3 separate regions of the Zea mays genome follow, and all the other regions are linked to region 1. Evidence: chromatin contacts called from public Hi-C data. All regions are on one chromosome and are shown on one strand. The core of a region is the stretch at or near the end of the contact, and the rest is flanking DNA. Distances in the headings are between cores, read along the strand shown. Region 1 holds the start of LOC100217078. Region 2 has its middle 140 kb from the start of LOC109942555. Region 3 holds the start of LOC100273169 (Plant L-ascorbate oxidase).

Region 1 (4,185 bases), core at 490-2,989:
GATTACACGTGGACATATGTTGTGCCTCCATCAAAAGTTTTTCAGGATTACACGTATACTATTGATTTCTTTCTACATAAAATCATAAAAACAATTAAATTAATAAAATATTATCACTTCAAAAAATGAAAATAAGTTACGAATACCAATAAACATTCTATAATAAGATAGCCTCAAGTCTCCATATGAAAATGATAAAGTGAGGTATTGATTATGTTGGAACTTGGATACTTAAAATGATTTCACGTATAACCCACGTAACAAGTGGAAGAGAAATGGAAGAAACATTGATATCTTGTGAATTTTATGGTCCAATTTTTTAAAGATTATATGTGGACATATGTTGTGCCTATGTAAAATTTCATAAATTTTTTAGGCTGTTTGTGTATTATTAGTTTATTTCTGCAAAAATTATTTAAAAATAATTAAATTCATAAAATATTATAGCATCGACAAAAAATACAAATAAATTATCAAGACTAATAAACATTTTATAATAAGATCATCTCAAGTCCCCATATGAAAATGATAAAGTGATGTATTGATTAAATCGATATTTAGACTGATTTCACATGTAACTAACGCAATAAGTGGAAGTGAAACGGAAGAAACGATGACATCTTGTAGATTTTATGGTCCAAATATTTTGTTTTAAAATTATATATGGACATATGTTGTGCCTTCGTAAAATTTCATAATTTTTAAGGCTATTTATGTACTATTAATTTTTTTCTTTAGAAAACCATAAAAATGCACACAACTATCCTGCTATCCGAGAAGATATATACGGGAAGATATTAGATATTCAAAATCCGACGAATTTTATTCATATACTATACTATTCGGATTTGGATCCAAAATCTAGATATGTTACGAATATTAAAAAAAACTATCTTATCGAATAATTAAGCTCTTCGAATAATCGGATAACATCTATACCGGATAACATCTATACCGTACGCTACGGTAATGCCAAAAGCGCGGCGTGTCAAACTGCGTACGTACGAACCAAACAATCCCTAGAGCAGTGGTAAACAGAACGGTACATTGAATATTTTCTAGGAAAAAACTAGGCTATACACATGATGAATACAGATCCTCTGAAGTCCCGCAGCATGATGGCTAGCCCCGGACCGGCCTGTCCCTGCGTCTGCGCGGGCCTACCGCCCAGCGTCCCTAGGCGCGCATCGATGGCCCCGGGGGCACGCGCGCAGCGCCGTGGCGGGGCCCGGCACCGAACACGGCATCCCTCCGGCGCACGATGCGGATCCGACGCCGCCCGTGCGCCCCCTCCACGCGCGCCGCATAATGCCCTCCCCCCTCACGGCAGCGTGCGTGCGTGCGTGCTCGCTCGCCAGCCAGCCAGCCTGCTTCGTGCTCGGGAAGTTGGGATGGATTGCTCTGCCACGATGCCCACCTCCATTGACCCGGGTCCCCGTCGACGGTGGCGCGGCGTCCCCCTTGTCGCTGACGCGTGGGGTTCCTCCCTGACAGGGCCCCGCGTGCCATCGGGTGCGGAGGGCTGGCGGGACGGTGCGGCGGGGCCTCGGTGCCTGGGGGAGGAGAGCGAGCAAGCACGGTGGGAAGCGGCACGCGCACCCACAGCACCCATCGAGTGCGCACGCCACCTCATTAATTCGTCTCCAGCTCCGCGCCCCATCCATCCATTCCCATCACTGCGCTCGGCACTGCCGCTCGCCCTCGCCGCTCCACCTTCTCCCTCCCTCTCTCTCTGTATCACACTCAAAAGAAGTGCCTCGAAAAGGAAACGAGCAACAGGAGACAGTGAAGGGGAAGGAGGGGGAGCGACCAATCGGACTATCGGAGCATCCAATCCACCACCGGCCGCTCGCTGTTCATCCGTTACACTAGCAGTATAAAACAAAACCCTGTGCCTCTCCTTTGCCGGCGCGCAGTCCAGCGGCCTTTCCTTCCTTCCTTCCTGTCCGGTCGCGTTCCATTGCTCACCCTCCTCCTCCATTCTCCACTGGTATCGTCGTTTCGTTCCAGAGAGCCGTGAAAGGTATGGTGATCTTCACCATCACCACCACCACTGCCGCTACATGCTGGCTGTTCCAGTTTTCTAGAGACTTCATCAGAGCTTTGCTGTTTCAGGCGTAAGGCGAAACGAAGCGCGAGGGGCAGGATGCCGTAGGTGGCGACCGTTTGTGCCGCTCCGATCGTCGGGAGGTCGGCGCCTGAGGAGGCCGTGCTTTGAGTTCGACTGGAGGAGAGCCTTGGCGCCGGTCGTTACGGCAAGTGGCGCCGTCGCCTTCTACGCAACTTTGCCAGGTCAGCGCAGCCTCACGTCGTCGTCGACGATTCAGGTCTCCTTCCTTCCGTTGCATTGTTCAAAATTCTCTTAGAGCTTTTCTTTTCCCCTTGGCATTGCCGCGCAGCTGCTGTAAACTGTAAGCATCGCACCGTCACCTGTTCATTCCTACGTGGGTGAGCAACTTGGTGCAGTCTGTTATGCTACGACTAACGTAGAACTGTAGATCGGAAAGCGATCGGGGTCCACTACGTGGCGGCTCTCGACGTCAACGGCGAGGGATAGGGCAGCGTGTTTGACGAAATGCTTTGCGCAGTCAAAAGATGGCCACCACCTCGCTACTCTGTTTTTAGTTGTACATCCTCCTCTGTTCTGCGACATCCTCGCGCTTCTAATGGACTTCCCATAGGATGATAAGCTAGTTTATGAGTCGGCAAGCGCATCCAAAAAAAATAAAAACAAAAACTCGCAACCATACGTTGTCGCCACCTTTAACCGGCATTGCTGTTCACGAATTGGTAGACACTTGTGCTCGCTTTAGCTTTTCGCTCTAATATCGTCGTGCACTTTGCTATGTACAACTTGCCAAATTGCTCTAGCAGTCTAGCCTCTTTGTGCTGTGCTCTCTTCTCACCTTCCATTAAACTGATCCTTAATGACTCGAGTTCGCAACACACAGCACTGTAGAACAAGTTTGTCCGAAAATAAACCGTAACCGATAACTACTATTCTCACTCCAATTTGTTTTCCGTTGATTACTTGTTGCAGGCCCGAATACTTCCGCCAGCTGCTGAAGCCCGTTGCCGCACGCCTTCCGAGCAACCTCAAACCCGAACCAAACTAACCGAAACGCAATTTTTGGATTCAGTTCCTAGCAATCCAAACACAAACACAGCCAGGGATCAAGCAACACGACTCGAGTGGTCCAATGCAGGGAGACCCCGGTTACGGGTACGGTGGCTACGGCGCCGGCGCCGGCGGCTACGGCTACGACTACGACGTCGCCGCCAACTGCGCCGGAGGCGGCTACTACTCGGCGGCGAACGACCGGTACCCTGCCGCGCCTCCGCCTGCTGCAGCCTATGAGGATCCGCTCGGTGGTCGGAGGCAGCACGACTTCCCGGCGCCGCTCACGGGGCTGGAGTTCCAGCCGTCGGACACCTGTCCCAAGAACTACGTCATCTTCGACCAGACGTACGACCGGAGCCGGGTGATGTTCCACCCCTCCCTGGCCAACAACTTCGGTTCCTCTGCCGGCGGATACGACTACGGCAACCACTGCTACGGCTACGACCAGACCTACCCCGGCGAGAGCGCCTACCACGGCTGCGGCGACGACGCCGGCGCCGGCGCCGGCGGCGTCTCGGTCCGGCAGAAGGAGGACACCGACGAGATCGACGCGCTCATGAGCACGGAGGAAGGCGACGAAGAGGACGACGTGCTCAGCACCGGCCGCACACCCGGATGCCGCGCCGGCGGCTCCCCGGATTCCACGTGCTCATCCGGCGGGTACGCTGGGAACAGCAGCGGCGGCCGGAAGCACGAGACGGGCGGCGGTGAGAAGAAGAAGGAGCGGATGAAGAAGATGGTGCGGACGCTCAAGGGGATCATCCCCGGTGGCGACCGGATGGACACGCCGGCCGTGCTCGACGAGGCCGTGAGGTACCTCAAGTCGCTCAAGGTGGAGGTCAAGAAGGCCGGCGCGCGTGGGTCAAGCAGCTAGCTTTCCAGCTGCAACTGGTAGTCTGGCTTTGGGCTTTGGCAGTCGAAATAGGAGTTATCTCCCCGCGCACCGGCAGATAAGATGAGACCGACCGCCTCTCATTTTGATTTTGGCATCAGATGCCATTCTGTGTATCTGACTACTACCTAGCTTGGCCGCTGGGCCTCCCAACTCAACGGCGTCTGCGAGA
Region 2 (4,185 bases), core at 1,036-3,535, 220 kb before region 1:
CGGTACAATTACAACGGCTCGCACAAGAGCCAAGGGGGTTGTGTGGTTTTTCTCAACTAACTAGGATTCACCTAGAGCAAGCGTTAATGCGATCTAACTAACCTAAGTACTTCGCAAAGCATCTACGCTAATCACCGAGTGATTCTATTAAGCACTTGGGTATTTGAGCACTTGGAAATGTTTACAATATGCCTTGGTATGTTTCTTGGGCTCCCACACCTTGAAATGGACGGTTGGTGGTATTTTTAGTCTCTCCCCACAATTATAGCCGTTGGACAGAAGCAACAACTTTCTATCGACGGGCGCACACCGGACAGTCCGGTGCACACCGGACATGCACTGTTCACTGTCCGGTGCCCTGCCACATCAGTCGACCGTTGGTGTTTGTAGCAGTCGATCGTTGGGTCCAACCGTTACCCAGACTGTCCGGTGCTATAGCCTGAGAGCGTTCGTTTTGGGCCTCTCTGTGCAGACTGCATGTTGTCCCACCTAACAGTCCGGTGCACACCGGATATGTTACTGTTCACTGTCCGGTGGGCCACCAGTGCGTTGGCTGACATGTTACTGTCCACTGTCTACGTCTTTTGTTTTTGAGTCTTGGACTTCTATGTTTCTTTTATGTCTTCTTTTGAGGTGTTGCATCCTCAGTTTCTTAATCCAATTCTCTTCGCATCCTGTGAACTATAAAGACAAACACTAGCAAACATATTAGTCCACATATTATGTTGATTATTAAACACCAAAATCCCTTTAGCCAAATGGCTCGGGTCCATCTTAATTACAAAATGTAAAAAGAAGTTTTACAGTTTGAAATTGGGGGAGTACATGGTTGCTTATCCTGTGAACCAAAGGGAATTATAGAAAAAATTCCATGTCTAGACATTAATTTTTCTTCTTCTTTTGATTCTATATAAATTATAATACCATTGTCCGAAACCAATAGTGTTATGGACTAGTCGAAGAAATAGAGGTTCAGATGTTATTGTAGATGAAGATATAAGAGAGGCGAGGTGAAATAAACCATCATTAGTTAGATAATTTTTTTTACCACAATCCATTTCTTCATTAATTATGTCGTGGATTTAAGTATGGAATTGATAAACCATTTCTATACATTTATGAGCTAGTTATATTATCTATAGATATTAGATATAGATATTAGACATGGTGCATGTGATACTTTGGTCCAACACATACGTTTCTTTTGACATGATAAGCAGGTCCAGTTCCGTTCCTATAGTTCTTTTTATCTGGATAACAAAAAATATCTTAGAATCCTAAAATCCCACCTGAACGGGTTTGGTTTTACGCATGTGGATTTTAACACAAGGACACATCATGTTTATATTTTATCTGATTCTAAACAATCACCCAGGAACCAAATGATCTATAGGGCTGCTACATTCTTATGTACTAGCAAAGTGCCTATGTATTACTACGATTGTTATTTATGCTTAAGTATAGAATATGAAACACAAAGATATGACATGTGTGTTCTATTAGCTAGATTGATGAATGTGAGTTTAGAACAAACATTCATAGCTTAGATCATCATTTATACATAATTTTAGCATTTTTATTATTTAAATACGAGGGAGCACAACGGACGTGTGAAAATAGTGGAATCATTAAAACTAATGCTCTAATATAGTAGAGACTAAAGAGAATATAATTCTAGAACAGTCTCATATTTTATTATTTTAAGTTATGTTTTTAAAATATCAAATAAATACGATTTAATTATAAAATAAGCTATATTTTTTGTAATAAATTAATGTAAAGCTATAAATATGAAACTGTATATTAGAACATTGATTAAATATAAATTATTTTAACTGTCACGCAATCCATATTTGCTTTTTTATAGAGAGAGGAGAGACGAAGAGAGTATATATATAAACCTGACGAAAATCGACCGACTACTTCACCGATCGAAAGCTTGTCTAGGTCTTTTTTCCGCTTGACCCGTACAATTCTTGGATACACGCAAGCAAGGGTAATGGAACATTCTTCCAGTGGATCGAGTTTAGCAGGGGACATCACATGGGCACGTACGTACGTACTGTCGCCTAGTTGCCGTCTCGAGTATCCGGCCACCCTGTATATATGCGCAGACACGGCGCGAGAAACAGACGAGGACAGGAGGCCGACACGCGGGCAGCCCCGCCGCATGATTGCGTCAAACAGACGGGAAAAGGGCAGCAAGAATCCCCCACGCTGCGGTGCGTGGGAGCCTGGGAGGCGAGCTCGCCATCATGGCTACCGTGCGCCGGGGCTCATGATACGCCTCGGGGCTGCCGGCGACTGGCGTGAAACCCCAGGGAGATAGGCCTCCTGCCTCACCAGGGAGGATCGGCCTGGATCGGGGCCAAAAAGCGCACGCATCATTGCCTATAGAGACTGCTTCGCCAGCTTGGAATTGATTTTTTTTATAGTCGATTGGAAGGGCTCACACATTGGCAGTTTGACACGTACCAGAGTAGAGGCAATGCGCTCTGTCCTAGCCGCAGAATACAACGTGTTGTTTATTTTGCTAGTCTCTTTTTTCGTCAGTTATCATGTCAATTTTATTTATTGTGACTTCTAATGGTACTTCTTAATTATAAAGAGTTACAACAGTGAAGCCAAAATTTCCCGAAGCCGTGGGACATAACTAGTATATCGTTATGGGACAAATAGTATCAAATGACATTATTTTCGAGGGTTTAATGATTACCTTCAAAAATTACAAATTTGGCGTATCAGTTTCGTCTTTTGCTACATCGAGAAATAGAGCGACAGATCGAGTTGCAATTTTGGGGTAAAATGGATGGAAGGACCGGACAGAAACGCGCTTGGCTCCCGAATGGCCCTCCACTAGGCGTTGCGTTGCGTGCTCGCTCGCTCGCACTCCCACTCGTTCCGTGTGCTCTCGCACGGGTTGGACTTGGACGCAGAGCCGGAACAAGGAACGCAGCTGTTGGACTCGGTGGCGCCAGCCCGTGTGATGATGATGGCTTCCACGGCGGGCCGACAGAGGCATACTACCGACGATGTGGAGTGTGCGCCCTGGGAACGGGCTCCGCGGGGCACGGGCGGCGGCGTGGTCTGCCCGAAGAAGCCGAGCTAGGATTGCGGCCATGACAGCCTCCGGTGCTTCGGACGGGCCCCCGGATTAACAAACATTAACCTTACGTCCACCGATCCAATCATGGCCTGATCACGCCACTGACATACTACAAAGTGGTCCTTACAGCGTTTCGTGTTCTATTCTCTCGTTGGCCATAGCTAGAAGGCTCCTTCCTGTTCTTGCCATTACCATGAGACATATCCTGCAACCATGAGGTATAATATCGAGCTACGAAATGCCAACTCTTTTATTGCACCGTCGTAGATGTTGTGTAATGACCAATACATTGTAAATTAGGCTTTGTACCATACATTTTTTTTCTTCAATTCCCTTCGATCATGAATGGTAACAATTAAGCACTACTACCCAGAAAAAGTATATGTAACAAACAAACCAACAAACACAATGTTACCTCAAGGAGGTGAATTTCTTCGTTTGCATTCCAATCTGGGCAAATAGGTGGGAAAGACAATAAAATATCATTCTAGAATTAATGTACTTTGGTTAAGCAATGACCAAAGAATAAAACACTGAGTAAGCAAGGTTAGAAGGTCGAGTATTCTTTGGTTAAGGAATAATAAGCTCCGGCGCACTTTAGCAGATCATGGACACTACGTGTTTGTGTAGATTATTAAGAATTCAATCCCTTGCTGGTGCTCCATTTTCACTGCTTTATTTCATTTTGACTTAATAGCGATCAGACCAACTTTTGGTTTTAATTGGTCGTAGTCTCAGGGGTGTTTGAATGCACTATAGCTAATAGTTAGTTAGCTAAAAATATACTAGTATAATTAGCTAGCTAATAAATAATTAGCTAACTAGTAGCTAATTTACTAAAAATATTTAATAGCTAAAATATTAGCTTGAGTGTTTAGATGTCTCTAACTAATTTTAGTCACTAACTATTAGCTCTAGTGCATTCAAACAGTGTGTTTCACCCTTTATTGGAAAGAAAAAGGCAAACAGAAAAATAAATCGTCTAAAGGAAATTTTTCGAATACCAAATAAACAAGAGAGAGAAAGAGAGCGCGAAAAATTGGATGGCTCGATTTAGTGGTAAAATCACCATACATATC
Region 3 (4,185 bases), core at 1,141-3,640, 180 kb after region 1:
ATGAAACCAGGACTGTTTGGGCTCCATCTTTTGCCTTTCTGAGCGGTGGGACCACACTGCCTGCGCGATCAGCTTTTTGGTATACTAGTTGGGAAAGCTAGGTATGTGAACTGTTGTGCCTTGTCTCCATACTATGGACTGTCTACGAGATCGTAGTCCCATTTCTACCTTAAATACACATATTCTCTTCTTTAATGATGTTTTTTCTAAATCCTCCTACAAACACAGAGGATACTCTTTCGTCCTCCGTATATAAAAACTATTTGTTCATCTTCTGTGTCTATTTTTTTATACAATAGATAATAAATTGAAGAAAATTAAAATAGGTGAAAGAAATTTGACGAAATGTCAGATAGGTACGCATAAAAAATCCTAAGTACAAAACGTCATTTATACAGACCTTTGATGTATAGGGAGCAAGGTATATATATGATAATATTAAAGAGAAATGAGAAATAAAGAATAAAATATTTTAGAGAAATCTATAAATAATTGATATAGATGAGGGATACAGATAGTCTTATCACTGTCAGAATTCGAGATTTTTTTTAACTGTTTCAGCAAATGGCCAGGCAAGGGAATGGACCGGCATTTGTCCTGTACTCGTGGCCAAGCAAGTATCCAGCGAGGAGGACTTTGAGAGATCTTGCCAGAGGCAAGCTAGGCAAATTCAGCCATGCCTTGTGTTTGCACACTGTTCTAATTTCTAGATATCGGTATATATGCCGGGCCCAATAATGGAGGTGCACCATCGTACATTATCACATAGCAGCTTACTCATCCTCGTACCTAAATTCAGATTTCACTCTACGAACAATACAGATGGCAGTGCAAAATTGTAGTGACCATATACCTAAACTGTTGGACACGCAGCGTCTCTTTCCGTGGTTGATCAAAGAGGAAACCGAGTGAGTGTACAAGGAAGCGAGCGGACAGCTTGCATCTACGACTACTTGTTCCCTCGGCTTGCCACGATATGCATGTGAACGAGCTAAAGAAATCTTGAGAGCAAGCAAATCCAGGCCATGACTTGTACTTTTCTCGACACACTAGTACTACGTCAAGGCACAATAATTGAAGCGGCCCAGTGGTAAGCGTCATTATTGCAAATTAGGAGTATCATGTAACGTGTTATGTTTCCTCAAAGGAATTAATTTTGTAATCTCCTTCTGCAATGTCCGTTCCAGGATCAGTGCAAAAGGCACCTTGGTCAGAACCTGATTTTGACCTGACAATAAGCTAGAGTGCAACTGAATTACATCTGTGTTTTGCAATGTCATTTTGTAAACCTACTTGATGCAATGCTTCATATATCAGTTGCATGCTGCATGTGTGTGTTTTCTCAAACTGCCCTTTCAGAAAGCTACAGTGTTTCACAAATTGCTGTCGAAATCAAATCAAACAGAGATGCAGCTAGTGAACTGCAGTCATGACAGGAACGGAGATGAAGCTTATGACGATAACCAGAGAGATCATGCATGGTAGTATTGGTGGTACCTGTGGCTCGCCGATCCACCTGAAGGGCCTGGACGAGAGGGCGACCATCTGGGTGTGGATGCTCTCGTGGTACCAGTCGCTGAGCAGCAGGTTGAGCTCGCCGTCGTACTGGAACGGCTCCTCCTCCCCCTCCGCCACGTCCACGACCAGCGACCCGTACAGCCCCGCCGCCCTCTGCATCCCGTAGTGCCCGTGGTAGAAGTACGTCCCCGGCTGCGCGGCCACGAAATAGAGGAAATTTCTTCAGTATACCTCCGGTCATGACATGCATAAAGAAGCAAGCAGATGCATGGATGGGTGGATGAGCCATGGGTGTGTGTGGCCCTCAGCAGCACCTTGTCGACGACGAAGCGGTAGGTGAAGGTTTCCTCGGGGTTGATGGCGCACTGGGAGATCGCCGCCGTGCCGTCCGCCCACGGCGTCCCGATCTGCCACCATGATCCATGACGACCATGCAACAATGTTCCAAGCACAAGCCCAGCGTCTAGCGAAGTGATGTGGAGAGATGGTTACGTACCTGTCGGATGCCGTGCCAGTGGATGACGACGCCCTCGGTGTGGAGCGCGTTCCTGAGCTGGACGTGGACGGTGTCGCCGGCCCGGGCGCGGATCGTCGGGCCCGGGAACTGCCCGTTGATGCCGATCACCACCTTCTCCTCGCAGTCGGGAGACCAGAACATGTTGCTGATCTCCCACCTCAAGTGCCGGGCCTTGCCCGCCGCAGCGCAATGCTGGCGCGCCATCAGGGCGCAGCACACCAGGGCCAGCAGAGGGAGAGGAAGCCTCATGGCTGCCCTGCTCTGCAGTAGTGTCAGCAGCCTCCTACGCCACCCCCCAACAAGGATGCCCCCGGCCGCAGTTCACAGCACAGCACAGGGGATGGGCAAGAGGGGGGGAAGCAAATGGGATGCAAACACAGGCTGGGGATGGGCCGGATGGCAAAGAGGGAGATAGATGACCTGAGCAGCGCTTGGGGGGCGATTTATGCTGGCCAAAGAAAAGATGCTTATCTCTCATCACCTCAGTCACTGTTCCATTTCCCCTTCATCTCAGTCACTTTTACAACCCTCCGTTTGAAAAAAAAAATGGTGACCAGCTTTTGAAATAAATATAAAAAAACACTAGTCCGTAGCAGTTAGTGGAGTTAGGTTGCAGGCAGCAGGAGGAGGAGTAGGCTGCTGTTTGTTTCTGCGAGGAACGCCTGCGTTAATATAGGCAGTTTCCCGGTTGCTCGCCAAAGTGCTGCAGAAATGCCTCAGGCCTCCCTCCCCCCATAGTTTCCGATGCGTCTTTCTGGTCGAGGAATAAAGAGGGTCGGTCGACGTCGCCCCCCGTTGCGTTGCTTTGGGCGTATCGTCTCATAGGCCTGCGCTGTTCTGTGCTGCATGTGACGATATCGAGGATGGCTACTTCCGTGCCTCTACCCAAATGGTTTTATGCAAACGTCTCGGCGCTGTCATGTTTCGTTCTGATAGATAGATCCCCCACATAGACACACTGACACACATGCACGCCCCCCCATGCATTTTTGTTTGGTGGTCGCTTCTTATTTGGTAGGAGCGTTTCTCCTCTTTCTTGTTCCTTCGCCAGCGAAGATGAAAAGTTTGTGCGAACGTAGTTTTTGAATTTTTGGTAAGGTCACACACAACCTGTAAAGGCATTTTCATATGTAACCGCTACAAATATGCGCTGCATATATGCATGTTCACAACCACCTAACAAAATACTACAGATCAACAATATTCATCCAAAAACGAAGGTATGCCAGCTATAGCCTCACTGTTCGGGGAAAAAAAAGCTACGCGTAGTGGGGGGAATACAATTATATATACAGCTTGCACTACGTGGTTACATGCGTCTAGTCTAGTGCGGCTGTACTTTATTATTATTTGCGAATTCAGCATGTGTTTGTTCCTGTGGTGCTCAAATCCTGCTGTGTTCACAACGCTATGGGCGCCTATCTGGTGCTTCTTGCATCGAGTGAAAACCATCATGGTGTCATTCTTCATAATGCCTGCCTTAAGAGTCAAGATAAAATTTAAAAGGCACTACATACAAAGCGCCGGCCGTTTCAGGTGCATGATAACACACGTAACTCCTTTTTGCCTGTTTTTTTTGTGACCGCATTTTTTTTGCTACGGAATTAATTAAGTGCCCAGCACGCAAAACGGATTATCGTAGCTTTTTATTCATTCAGCTAGCGGATTCTATATTCGCCTCACACTCCAAACGTTGACCAGGACAGGACACGTTCGGAAGCACAATAACGAACATGCATGCATGACAGAGAAAAAAACGAGGGAGGGGAAAACCTCTACTCCTACAGAAAGAATTGGTTTTTAGAGGCGGGTAAAATTAATTCCTAGGAGTACATTTTTGCAATGGACTCTATGCAAGGGTGTTCAGAAATAAAGGCATATGTATATATAAACTAGAGGCCTCTGGATCGGTTTTCCAACTATAATAGACGGCTAAGGGACCGTATAATACAACATTGAGTCTTTCAATCATAAGTACTATACGTTTCAAAAATAAAACATCTATATTTTCTTTGACACAATAGAAAATACATTTACATAAGAAATTGGGAATGGCATCACAATGTTAACGGCATAAGTAAAACATTATGGAACATTTGTGGGGGGTCCTCAAGGTCACAATGTTTTTTTAGAAATTGGGAATGGGATCT

Evidence for each region. Hi-C and Micro-C count contacts between places; a contact is called where the count stands out from the background.
Region 2: a Hi-C map of ear shows a contact between it and region 1, with 2.0 times the contacts expected there. The contact joins the enhancer-like site here to the promoter of LOC100217078 in region 1. A contact is called at or near these places in 4 of 25 Hi-C or Micro-C datasets (ear, endosperm and tassel).
Region 3: a contact with region 1 is called in a Hi-C map of ear, with 3 times the contacts expected there. The contact joins the promoter of LOC100273169 here to the promoter of LOC100217078 in region 1. A contact is called at or near these places in 5 of 25 Hi-C or Micro-C datasets (bundle sheath, ear, endosperm and 1 more).

The regions. Positions count from the first base shown.
Region 1 is chr9:82,881,416-82,885,600 of Zm-B73-REFERENCE-NAM-5.0, reverse strand. It overlaps LOC100217078, which reads left to right and starts at 1,739. Exons shown (of 3, transcript NM_001348790.1): 1 at 1,739-2,023; 2 at 2,116-2,327; 3 at 3,041-4,185. The coding sequence starts at 3,201. The coding sequence ends at 3,995.
Region 2 is chr9:83,106,376-83,110,560 of Zm-B73-REFERENCE-NAM-5.0, reverse strand. No RefSeq gene overlaps it. Among protein-coding and RNA genes, the nearest start is that of LOC109942555, 140 kb to the left of the region's middle. Within about 2 kb of position 2,285, at least 16 of the 20 cell types and tissues checked have an H3K27ac peak or open chromatin away from gene starts, as enhancers often do. A contact at or near this core is called in ear, endosperm and tassel, where this site is marked.
Region 3 is chr9:82,699,684-82,703,868 of Zm-B73-REFERENCE-NAM-5.0, reverse strand. LOC100273169 (Plant L-ascorbate oxidase) reads right to left here and starts at 2,390. Exons shown (of 5, transcript NM_001147615.1): 1 at 2,015-2,390; 2 at 1,833-1,925; 3 at 1,498-1,710. The coding sequence starts at 2,284.